2 separate regions of the Mus musculus genome follow, and region 2 is linked to region 1. A link is a contact called in public Hi-C data. All regions are on one chromosome and are shown on one strand. The core of a region is the stretch at or near the end of the contact, and the rest is flanking DNA. Distances in the headings are between cores, read along the strand shown. Region 1 holds the start of AY702102 (cDNA sequence AY702102). Region 2 has its middle 33 kb from the start of AY702102.

Region 1 (5,656 bases), core at 1,631-4,130:
TTAGGTACCAGGCTTTACATTCTATTGTCTTCTCTCAACAAATGTTGGTGCTGAGCAATGCCCTTCCCACAATATTTCAGAGAAAACAGGCTTAGTGAGCTAATACCTGCTTGGTTGGGACCAAGTTTATTCTTGGTGTGCAAAAGTTTGGGGACAGAGTCAGTTGCCTTAACATTCCAGCTAAAAGCCAAGAGCTGTTGGTTGATTTAAAAAAAAAAAAGTAGAGTAAAAAACAAAATAGAGAAAAGGAAAAAGAAGGGTGTGACTCAGGTAAACCAACAGAATCATATTCCTGTGGTACACGCAGGAGGGAGAAAGTAGGACCGTGGCATTGTACGACCTTAAGCATAAAAGATGGATTCCAATTGGCTGCCTTGCAAGAGATGGGTCTGAGCTTCGAAAGGTCAAAAATAAAATTTGAGGCTTCTGGTTTCTTACTTGTTCAAACAAAAACAAAAACAAAAACAAAAACAAAACATGCACTATATTAAATAGCGCGACCTATTCTCCATTTGTTAAGATGTACTTACAATTACACGCACAACCATACATACAAACACACACGCACACACATATACATATATCAGTTACAATGGGTTGTCATCAATATATTGTGTGTGAAAGAGAGAGGATGTGTCATTTGGGTGTGAACAGCAAATATTAACTCTGGAAAGTTCTGTCAAGTCCAGCATCCCATGTGTGCCCGGGGGAAGCTCCCAGAGATGTAGGAGAGGCTTGTCGGTGAGGGACACATCTGGCAGGAAGTCATGTTCATTTTGACTTGAGGTAGAGGAATCCAACAGATGTGTGCTCTGTGTGTGTGTGCGCGCGCGCGAGAGAGAGAGCGCACTGTGGGTGAGAAGGCACAGAACGAGGGGACACAGAGTCTGGAATCAGGGATCCCCCCCCCCCCCCCGCCAAGAGACAGACCAGCCTGTGCAAGAGAAATGAGAACAAAGCAGAGATTCCCACCACAAGGCACCACCGGAAGCTTCCTAATGAACTAAGTTGATCTGGAACATTGGATGCTTGGCTCATGGTGGGAGGGAGGAAAGGAATTACCTGAGGAAGCAAGGTCAGGAATAACCCACCTAGAGCCCCTTCCCACCCTCCCGCTAACATAGAAAGCCCTGGTTTTAAAAAGAAAAGCAGGGGTGGGGGTGGGGGTGGGAGAACCAAGCAGTAGTCTCAGAGGAACGGGGCTGCTCAGAGTCGCAGCCTTCTGTGCTGAGCACCTAAGCGGCATCTGATGAAGCTGCCTCGCTAGAAGTCAGAGCCTCTTGGTAACCATGACTCAGAGCCTCAGCGCGGGTGCAAAAGAATTCACCAAATGAGAGTTTGCTGGGTGCGCGCGTTTAGAAATTGGATCCCCCCCCCTTCCCGTTCCCCATTATGTTGATGATATCTTTCATCCCCAAGACTGGGGCCGAGATCCTCGCTCCTCCTCCCCTCCCTCTGTAATCCTCACCCCTCATTTCTCTCCTCTCCCCATCCCCAGCATTTCGCCACCCCTAAGGCAGTGGCAGGATTCCAAGGAGTTCATTAAAGCCTGCCACCACCCTGTTGCCCACCAGGCATTCCCAGCAGCCCCCGGGGCCATGGCGGTCTGAGAGCAAGACAGTCACTTGGAAGGGAGTGGTCGGCTCTGAGGATAGGGGGACCCACCCTCACCCCCCGCCCCTTTGCACGAATGAGAGGAGACAGCAAACAGTTAATGGTTTAATCCTTTACAGAAAAAGTCACGGCAGACTCGCGATTCTTGATGGTAATGAAGGTGTCACACATTGTCTAGAGAAAGTTGTGCCTGGCAATCTTCCCTTTTTCGGATGCCTACCCCAGTGACATTTCATCTCACATCCACCTTAATGAAATGCATAATTAACATATTCTAATTGTGCTGAGCGCTGCGATGATTTTGACAGAACTCACTTTCCATGTCTAATTTGATGCTAATTTAATCTGTTCCTCTCCCGCTGACATGACCTTTCTTGATTGAGTTTCACTGAGGAAATTTTTTGATGGATTGATTTATCAGCAGTGCGGAGACAACAAAGGCTCAGGGTGTGTGACAGAAAATAGGAAGGGACCGGCCCTCGAAGCCAGTGCGCTCTGAACTTGCTGGCTGGAATGTCCTCTTCCCAGAGACAGCTTGTCTGATCTACTGATGGAATTTGAGCAATGTGACATTTGTGGGTGGGTTTGATCTTCCGATAAAGACGGTAAATATCTTATTGTGGCTGTAGCATTTTGCACAGAAAGCCCAGGCACCATGGTCGCAGACTCTTCTGTGGATTCATCTCTTCTAGCCTTGATCCCTGGATAAAATGTAGTGTCGGGTAGATTCAACCCACAGGGAAGGTGGCAAGGCAGGAAGACAGTGTCCATCTTAAATTGTCATGAAAAAAAGGCATTTCCACTAGGGCATGGGGCACGGATTCTCTGCTTAGGCTAAAACCTGCCCTTGGATAAGAATTGTGGGTTTTCCTGCAGAGTTCCCCACACCCTAATACATCCAGTTCCAGGTCTGAGTCACGTAGGTCAGGACACAGAGTGAGAGCTGTGAATGTCCTCAATTCTCAGACTCAACTGGCCGAAGGAACATTCGTCTTCCTCAGGCTGCAGACACAAGTCAAAGCCAGACCCCGGGTTCCAGATGACTCACACAGAACAACCCGTGAGCCTGCACGCTATATAAAACTGGCTGGGTTTTTTCCAGCAGATTTTAAGCCTTGGATCTGCATGGTTAGGTCAGAGTGTCTCAGCCAGTTCCTCTGAGGTCATTTCAGGACAGGGGATTCTTTGTTGGAAAGCGGAGGAGTACCCCATTCTTCCGAGGGGGTACCCCCTCCCTCCCAGAGTCATGTCAGCTAAAACTATCTACAAGCTCTCTCTATATCTCCCTATGGCCAAAAGAACCTTCCAACTGAATACCCCTGACATCATAATGTCACATGTGACATCATAATGACACAGCCCCAGCTGGACTCCCTGCCCCTCCTCCTTCTCAATGCCCCGTGTCCCCTCACAGTCTGGCAACCCAAATCCTACCCAAGTGCTTCCCAGCACCTCTTCTGTCAGAGCACAGATGAATACAATGTATGAAGTATTGATTTATCTATGGTCGGTCTCCACTCATTAACCTATGTGCCCCATAAGATTAGGACCTTGTCAGATCTTTTCCTCTCTCTGTTTTGCTTTGCTTAATTAGGGTAAAACACATAGGATACAAAATTAGTCTTTTGGGTTGTATTTTTTGTTGTTTTTGTTTTTTTTTTTTTTTTTTTTTTTTTGAGACAGGGTTTCTCTGTGTAGTCCTGGCTGTCCTGAACTCATTCTGTAGACCAGGCTGGCCTCGAACTCAGAAATCCACCTGCCTCTGCCTCCCAAGTGCTGGGATTAAAGGTGTGCACTGCCACCACCCGGCTAAGAGTGTATGTGTGTGCCCTCAGAGACCAGAAGAGGGTGTTGGCCCTCCTGGATCTGGAGTTACAGGCAATGGTGAGATGCCCAATGTATGTACTGAGAATTTTCCTCTGGTCCTCTGCAAGAGCAGGACATCTCTTAACCACTGAGCCCAATCTTGTTTTAGCCATGTGAAGTGCACATCTACACCACATCCTCATTTCAGAACGTTTTCCTCATCCCTACAGGGAGACACACACGCAACCGACTTCTCCCCTTTGGCCCCCTGGGAACCAGTCATCTCCTCTCTGTGACTGGGAATCTGCCTGTTCAGGACACTTCATACATGCAGAGTCATGCATGTAAGTAGAGTGGCTTTGAGAGAGGATCCACCCAGCGACTCCCTGATAAGCTGAAAATGAATTTGCCACATAACTCAGTCATTCCACTCCAACGTATATATCAAGAAGAATTGAAAGCAGAAACTCTTCAAAACCTTCTTAAAGAATTTAAGCTGTAAAACTGCATACAGTAATAATCATAGGTGTACTGGTCACTGCAGCCGAATGGTACCCACCCCCTGACAACCGCAACGCAAATGTGCTGTGTCCATAAAGGGAAGTGGGGGGCTGATGTGTGCGCCCCAAAGGCAAGCCTTGCCTGTTCTTTCTGCAGTGTGTCTTCATCAGCAAGAACAATGCCAGGCACATAGTAGGTATCCTGTAAATACAGTCTGGACACATGAAAGCTATAAAAAAAAATAAAAATAAAATAAAATAAAACAAAACAAGAAAACCAAGCAAGTAGAATTGTGACTAAGGAAAGACAGCCAGAAAATGCTGGTGGTGACTGTGTTTCTTTCAGTTTATGAAATAGAAAGGGAGGGAGGGAGGGAGGGAGGGAGGGAGGGAGGGAGACGTTAAAAAACAAAGCCAAACTGAAATTGGCCTGTACATGTTTTTCTTTGTAGACTAGCTGGGTGGGAGAGGAGGGCCAGTTTTATGAAGGATACTGAACTTGTATGCTGCGCAGTGGTGTGATGATCTGCCTCATTGTATCCAGTTTTCTTTTTGTTTCTAAGCAGATGAGCTCAGGGTGCCCACAGTAATAGACATTTTTCTTCAAAGCGGTCTCCCCCGGGAAGATGAAATATTCATTCCAGTGGTTACTGCTCCTGCAAAGACTCTTTGCAGTATGTCTTCAGGAGTTGCCTTATGAGCCCCACAAGGCTAGCAAGCTAACGAGATTATAATCATTATAATCACACTTGATCATACATCAAAAGCAGTTTAACTCAATGAAATGACCTGGCCTACTTTGATAGCCTGTATGTTAGCTGGCGTCTGGCTTTGTTCATGGGCTAAGTTGCTCCGTGACTCTAAGCTGGGCTAAGTACCTGAATGTGCAAATACAGAACCAAGCAAGATGGAGCACGTCTGGGGGCCAGCCACCTTGGGTTTCAGTTCCAGCTTTGCCACTAACTGTAAGACTGTGCCTCAATTTCCCCCTCTGTAGAAGTCCATAATAATCACCCTACATCAAGAGTTCTGTCAGGGGTTGCGTTAGTTAATACCTGCATACAACAAGCAATAAGCAATGTCCAGGCCCTGCTGAGACTCTCTAGGCATGAGTTCTCATAAAAGATATGAATGAGCCAATTTAGTATTGTGTGGCTTCCAAAGGTCAGAAATGGGGGATACTTAAAAAATAATTTCTACTAAGGAATCAAGCACAGGACTGAAGAGATGGTTGGTTCTGTGGTTAAGAGCCCTCACTGCTCTTCCAGAGGACCAGAGTTCAGTTCCTAGCACCCTCATCAGGCACCACACAACCACTTGTTGATCTAAGGACTCTGCTTCCCTCTGCTGGCCTCCAGAGACACCTGCACATGTGCACACACACACACACACACACACACACACACACACACACACACAGAAAATTGACCTGAGTTTCTTGACTCACCAACTCATCCTTGAATTCTGTCAACCTCTTCTGTCATCTACTAATGACACAGAGCCTCCTGCCTTCCAATGGCATTGGGCTTTTGGGATGACGCCTGGCAATCTTGAGAACCCGAACCATCTATCTTGCTTTCTCATAGTCCACAATGGCCCCGGTAAAGTCCCTCTGCCATTCACAGGCTGTGAGATTAGGAAGTGGGCGTCTCAGGGATCCTTATCCAGGCCACCAGAAATGACCTCCTTTGGACATACTGTGATGCTTGTCAGTGGAGTTCTTTCCTGTGTCTCTA
Region 2 (5,656 bases), core at 1,671-4,170, 34 kb after region 1:
GCTAACGGATGTGGCATCTCAGCTACACCTTATGCCAGAAGTTCCCAGAGTAGAGAAGATGAGTAGGCTCAGAAAAACTGGAAGCAGACACTCTTTGCTGTCATAAATTATGATATCTAATTGAAGCAATGTTTCAAGAATTAAGCTGCAATTAAATCAAATGGGAGAGAATCTAATGGGAACCTTTGACACCACGGGAAATGGGGAAGAATTCAAAGCAACACCAAGACTCCACAGGGAAAAGATGGCTTCCTTCCAAAGGGCTCGATGCTTAAGAATTATCAGAGACAAACGTGACAAATGTCCCTGCTCCTTTCTAGAAGCTTTATGATCTGCCCATAGAGTCCCCTCAGGGGACACCAGAAGCCAAGGCAGAAAAACTGCTGAGTTAACAGAAGCATGGCCAGCCATGGACAAACACTCGGGGAGAGAAATGGGTGTCAGCTAGACCGTTTGGTCAGAAGTGAGTTTTGAGAAGCTGATTTCCAGCATAGACAGATAAACTTTGATCCACTTCCCCTAGTGAAAGGGATTTGGGCCCTAAGGCATTGGGGCTGTTTTCTAGATCTTTCCTTCCCATTCCCTGCTACCACCCAAAGCAGATTAATTTCATGGAGGAGAAATATTTTCCTATCTTCACACATGTGGGATGAGTGAGCAGCTACAGTTCTGAGGCCACTTGGGACATGTATGGCTTGGTGCCTGTTTAACCTTGTTCTCTCTCTGCTGAACTCAAAACTGAGCTGTGAGCTCAATTACAGATGCCAACATACCACAGGCTTTCCAATACAGCTCTAAAAATTCAAAACTATAAACCCTCAATTTGTGATTGGCCAAGTATGCTATGTATCATCCACTGGTATCCCACAGGCAAAAAAAATAAAAATAAAAATAAAAACCATTTGCTTCATAGTTGATGTTCACCACCTAGTGTGAATAGAATGTGTGTGCATGTGTGTGTGTATGTGTGTGTGTGTGTGTTCCAATTGTATTTGCATCCGATTGTTCATTCATTAAAACTATATATTGACTAGGAGTTAGGTTTGTGGTTCAGTTAATAGAGTGCTTGCCAAGCATGCTGTGGGTTCAATCCCCACCACCACATAATCCCACCACCACGGTGAGACACACTTCTAATCATGGCAGTCAGGTGATGGAACAGGAAGACCAGGAGACCAAGGCCACCCTATGCTACCTACTGAGCTGGAGGCTACATAGAACCCTGACCAAAAATTAATTTTTAATGATTACAATGACAATTTTTAGACATTATCTTGACTATTAAACTACTGGGCAAAAGGCTCCATGGTAGGAAAAATGAGTAAATTGTATGCCCGAACCAGGAACGGCTTTTCCAGAATACAAACTCTGGCCTGTGTATACATAGCTGCCTTCATCTTTCGGCCTGTGATCATTCCTTTCCTGGAACTGCATTAAGTCTAGAAGAAAACACCTTAGTCTGTAGAGTTGTGGTACACTGAAAGGTGATCTTCGTTGCTCTCCACTCTCAAGGGACCTCCCGCCATTTCCTACCTGGAGCTGTGGTGTCCCCGCAAGCTCACAGCTGTCCTATCGCCTGGTCTTTTCTTCCTGCCCTGACATCGGCTGGGTCATCACCATTCCCAATCCATAGTTGCCACCAAGCCTCTCCTGATCTCCTACGGGCTCTCTTCTCTTCTCCAGTGAATTCCGTCCTCTCCCTGGAAACTGGGGAAACTGTTGCTTCTTCCAGAAGCCATTCTAGAGCTGTGTGGATCAGGACAAGACAGAGGACCAAGGGGCTTTCTGCAGCCACAGGCTGTCCATCTCCCTTGAGTCTGCAGTTGCTTCGAGAAAACCCCTGTCCCCTACCTAACCCTAACGCACCACGGCTGGGCTGCGAGCTGAATCGGAGTCCGTTCTCCTGGCCCACCCCAGCAGCCCACACTCTCGCCCCAACAGCCCACACTCTCCTTCTCCTGAGTCACTTCTTCCTCACCAAATCAGATGCTTTAACCACCTCAGGCCGGCGCCCGGACTTTGAGCAAGGATAGAGATTGGCTCAGATAACACTGTGTGTCCCCGATTTGTGGCCTTTGGCTTTCCAAAGCCTCCCTCATTACTTTCCATCCAGACACAGAACAGTTAAAGCGGACAGATAACCAGGGGAGGGGCCGCGAAGGACAAGCAGTGCGCCTGTCAAGGTGTCACCCCAGCACACGGATCAGAGCCACCGAGAGCCTGCAGAGCAGTGGGAAGGAAGGTCTGGCTAGACAGAAATGAGAAGGCTCAGCAGAGTGGAAGCAAACCGCTCCTCTTGGGGCCCTGCAGGCATCCCCTGGCTCCCTTGGGTATCAATTTCCTGCCTGGATTCCTTCCATCAATTCCTCAGGGACACAAGCCATAGAGTCGCAGAGATTAGTAGTCTCTCTCTGCGACTCCAGACTCAGAGAGAAGTCGTGAGGGAGAGCGCGGGCACCTGGCTTCTGTGTGAGGCAGGACTGTGAGCTCAGGTGAGTCCCGGCTTCTCTCTCTGCCTCGCTGTCTCCCTCCGCAGAGCGGGCTGCAGGTCCCTTCCTCATACTCTGTGAGAAGCACAATGAGGTATCAGGCATCGTTTTTGATTAGCAGCAAGTAGTCAGGATAAACACAGCCTCAACCCTGAAACACACTGCAGAAGTTCTGTGGGAATAATTCAATCTGTGCCTTTTGTTTTTATGATGGTTTGATTACTGCTTTAAAAAGGAAAAAAAAAAGAAAAAAAAAAAAAAAAAAGCCCAGAGCTCAGTGCCCGACTGTTCCTCGGTCTCCCGTTTATTTAGCCTTCCTGATCTCTTAGATTCTGGAACGGTGCCATGATAAGCAGGGAGCTTAATACAAGTTCAGGACATCACCAAATCTGATATCTGCCATTTGAAGCTTTCCCAGAACACTCCTCTGGGTGACATGTGACCTCCACCCTGGGCTCTGCCTTGTCCGGCTTTCGCTGTCTTGAAAGCTTGGTAACATCAGAACTGTGGCCCCAGCAGACCTCCAGAGGGGGAAAAAAGATGACCTTAGCCAGGAGGAGGTGTAAGAGCTAACCAAATCCCCCCTAGGGGCTGTGAGAGGCGAGGGTTTCCTCCAGAAACACAGGAAAATTTATGTGAGGAATACACAGTTGGAAGAGCCAGGGTCTGACTCCTGCTTACAGACAAATAGCAGGAAGGGACAACAGGGAGAGAAAGGAAGACATTCATTACTGGAGGCGAGGGACCTGGGCGGGTGGCGGGGTAGGGGTGGCTCTGGGAAGAGAGAGGAGCTCAAATGTGAAGTTTCAGAGTTGCTCCGGGAATCCTGACTTGCTGACACATCTATTTAAATTAGACTGGGATTTTAATACAACACCTTCAATAATTTTGTCGAAGGGAGAGACGTGGCGAGGCACGCATTTTCTTTCACTCTGGCATCTCTTTTGCGAGCAGTGTTTCTGGGTTGAGCTCTTGAAGACATGTCAGTTGCCTCTCGGACAAACTAGATCTGGTTTTCACTAATTGCCAGCTGTGTGACTTCAGCGAGGAGCCTTGACTTCTCTGGATCCTCACTCAATTGTTTAAAAGCACCACAATGCCTGCTTCCGTCAGTTTTAAGTAAAAATGCTCCTGGAGCAGACTCAAGATGCAGTACCTCGTGTGAGCCCTGTGGTACCCGCATTAATTAGCGTCTTCCCTTCATCTAATCTTTTTAGACATAAGCTGAGAATACAGCCAAACCTGCAATTAAATGATGGGCCATTTTCTCGTTTGTGAAAATAAAAGACTCAGCCAGATCTAGACACACAAGGAACATATTCCCTGAGTAAGAAGAAAATGGAGACCGGAAACAGAGAGCAGATAAGCCTTTCTTGAAAGGGATTTTTATCGCTTTGGAATGTCACATCATTAGCGTTTGATATTTCATGGCTTCTCAGAAATGGAAAATAAAGGAGAACTCGGGAGTCAGCATCTCACTGACTAAGTGGAGGGGAAAGGGGCTGATTACAGTGGTGGTGTGTGTCCCTCAGGCCCCTGGGTACAGCGGGGGCGGGGGCGGGGGGGGGGGGTGGAGAAGGGTGACCCACACCGGGCCTGGGCCGTTAGGGAGATCAGACCCACTCTCTATCTTTGGGGTGTTGGACCTCCTCCCTGCTGCTAGAGAGCACACAGATGCCAGTTTTAACATGTTTATGTTTTTTATCTATTAATATTTGTGAGTATGGAGGTCAAAGGGCAACTTTGTGGACCCGGTTCTCTCTTTGCAACTTTCTGTGGAATCACTGAACTTGGGTCTCCAGGCTCTTGTGAGCCGGTGCCTTCACCGGCGGCGGAGGCGGCGGAGCCACCTTGACAATTCCTTTGTTTACATCTTACCTGATACATAAATCTTGTGTATATTTGTGGGCACAGGGTGACATTATGAGGTATGTATACAACATGTAATGATCAAACCAAGGTGTAATTAGCATTTCTGACAGAGACATTTTTCAGTCCCCCGTGAGACCGCAAGTTTAAATCCGAGGTTCCGGAACACTGTTCTACCTCGTTAGGTACCGCCAGTCCATTCCTTGGTGCTATGTCACTCTGCAGGTACTGAACTTGGTAGAGAGAAACAGAAAAAACAAGGCCCTCCCTGGACAACGGCTTGGAGAGCCTTGGAATCACAAAGCAAACCCCTGGGGAAGCCTAGAACTGAGTAGCAAGCAGGACTCTGGGCCAAGGAGGAAAGGAAAGCAGGGGCCAGAAAACAGAGAGGACACTGCACCTCCTCCCCAGGCAAGGACCCAGCTCCATCTTCCAGGGGGCGTTTTGACCCACAGGGTTAAGTGGCCTCACAGTGAGCCTGCCTCCCACACTAAGGTCCGGACCCCAGTCCCCTATGTAAAGGGAGCCCACTGCAAGCATCTTAATGTGGCCTGACCATTTCTGCCACCATGACAAGACTGTATTTATGTAACAAGCTCCGCTGCTGTATTTTAGAGGTCCTGTTTAGAAACACACAGAGAGAGGGCAAGCGGGAGAATAAATATGGAAATCAATGGGGGGAAAAATTCCTGGCTCTTGCACCAGCTTCCTGGGGGAATTTTCCTGTGTGTTCTTTTTGCTTCCACTCAGTGAAATGACTGCTAGTCATTAAGGGAATCTGTGAGGAGCTCACAGTACAGGAACTGTACACCGGGGCTCCCGTCCTCATTTGCATATCCCAGTTTTTGATTGGCAGCTGTACATGAAATGCCATATCAGTTGAAAGTATGTTGTGAGCTGGCACTAATGATCCCATGGCTCCAGGGAAGCCTGCCATATTGTAATTTGGCTATCAGGCATGAAAGAAATAATTCTAAGTGCCAGGAATGCAAGCCTGAATAAATGTTTCACCGCTGCAGGTTGCCAAGGGTGACACTTCCGATTTAGTATAAACGAATGCCCCGTTGCCTTTGGGATACCCGGAGTTTGCATTGTATCTGAGCTGTGTATATAAAACGTTAGTCTAAGAAAATGGCTTCAGTGTGAGATGGGAAACAGAGACCTGCTCCCAGAAGGCGGTGGAATGTTTCCGAGAAACCGCTGGATAGAAGGATTTCGCTACCTTCTGTAATGACAGGCAAACAGGGTTGGCTTTTCCTGTGATGGAGAATAATGGTTATGTTAAGTCTGCCTTGCCT

The links. A called contact is a pair of places that touch in the nucleus more often than the background predicts.
Region 2: a contact with region 1 is called in a Hi-C map of the N1E-115 cell line, with 2.6 times the contacts expected there. The contact joins the enhancer-like site here to the promoter of AY702102 in region 1. A contact is called at or near these places in 2 of 484 Hi-C or Micro-C datasets (the N1E-115 cell line and nephron progenitors) and 2 of 115 datasets of contacts at active chromatin or transcription factors (embryonic fibroblasts and embryonic stem cells).

Annotation. Positions count from the first base shown.
Region 1 is chr2:169,960,307-169,965,962 of GRCm38.p6, forward strand. AY702102 (cDNA sequence AY702102) reads right to left here and starts at 2,881. Exons shown (of 1, transcript NR_131974.1): 1 at 1,707-2,881. It also overlaps a transcript of Tshz2 not described here.
Region 2 is chr2:169,993,776-169,999,431 of GRCm38.p6, forward strand. It overlaps a transcript of Tshz2 not described here. Among named protein-coding and RNA genes, the nearest start is that of AY702102, 33 kb to the left of the region's middle. Within about 2 kb of position 2,921, at least 28 of the 459 cell types and tissues checked have an H3K27ac peak or open chromatin away from gene starts, as enhancers often do. A contact at or near this core is called in the N1E-115 cell line and nephron progenitors, where this site is marked.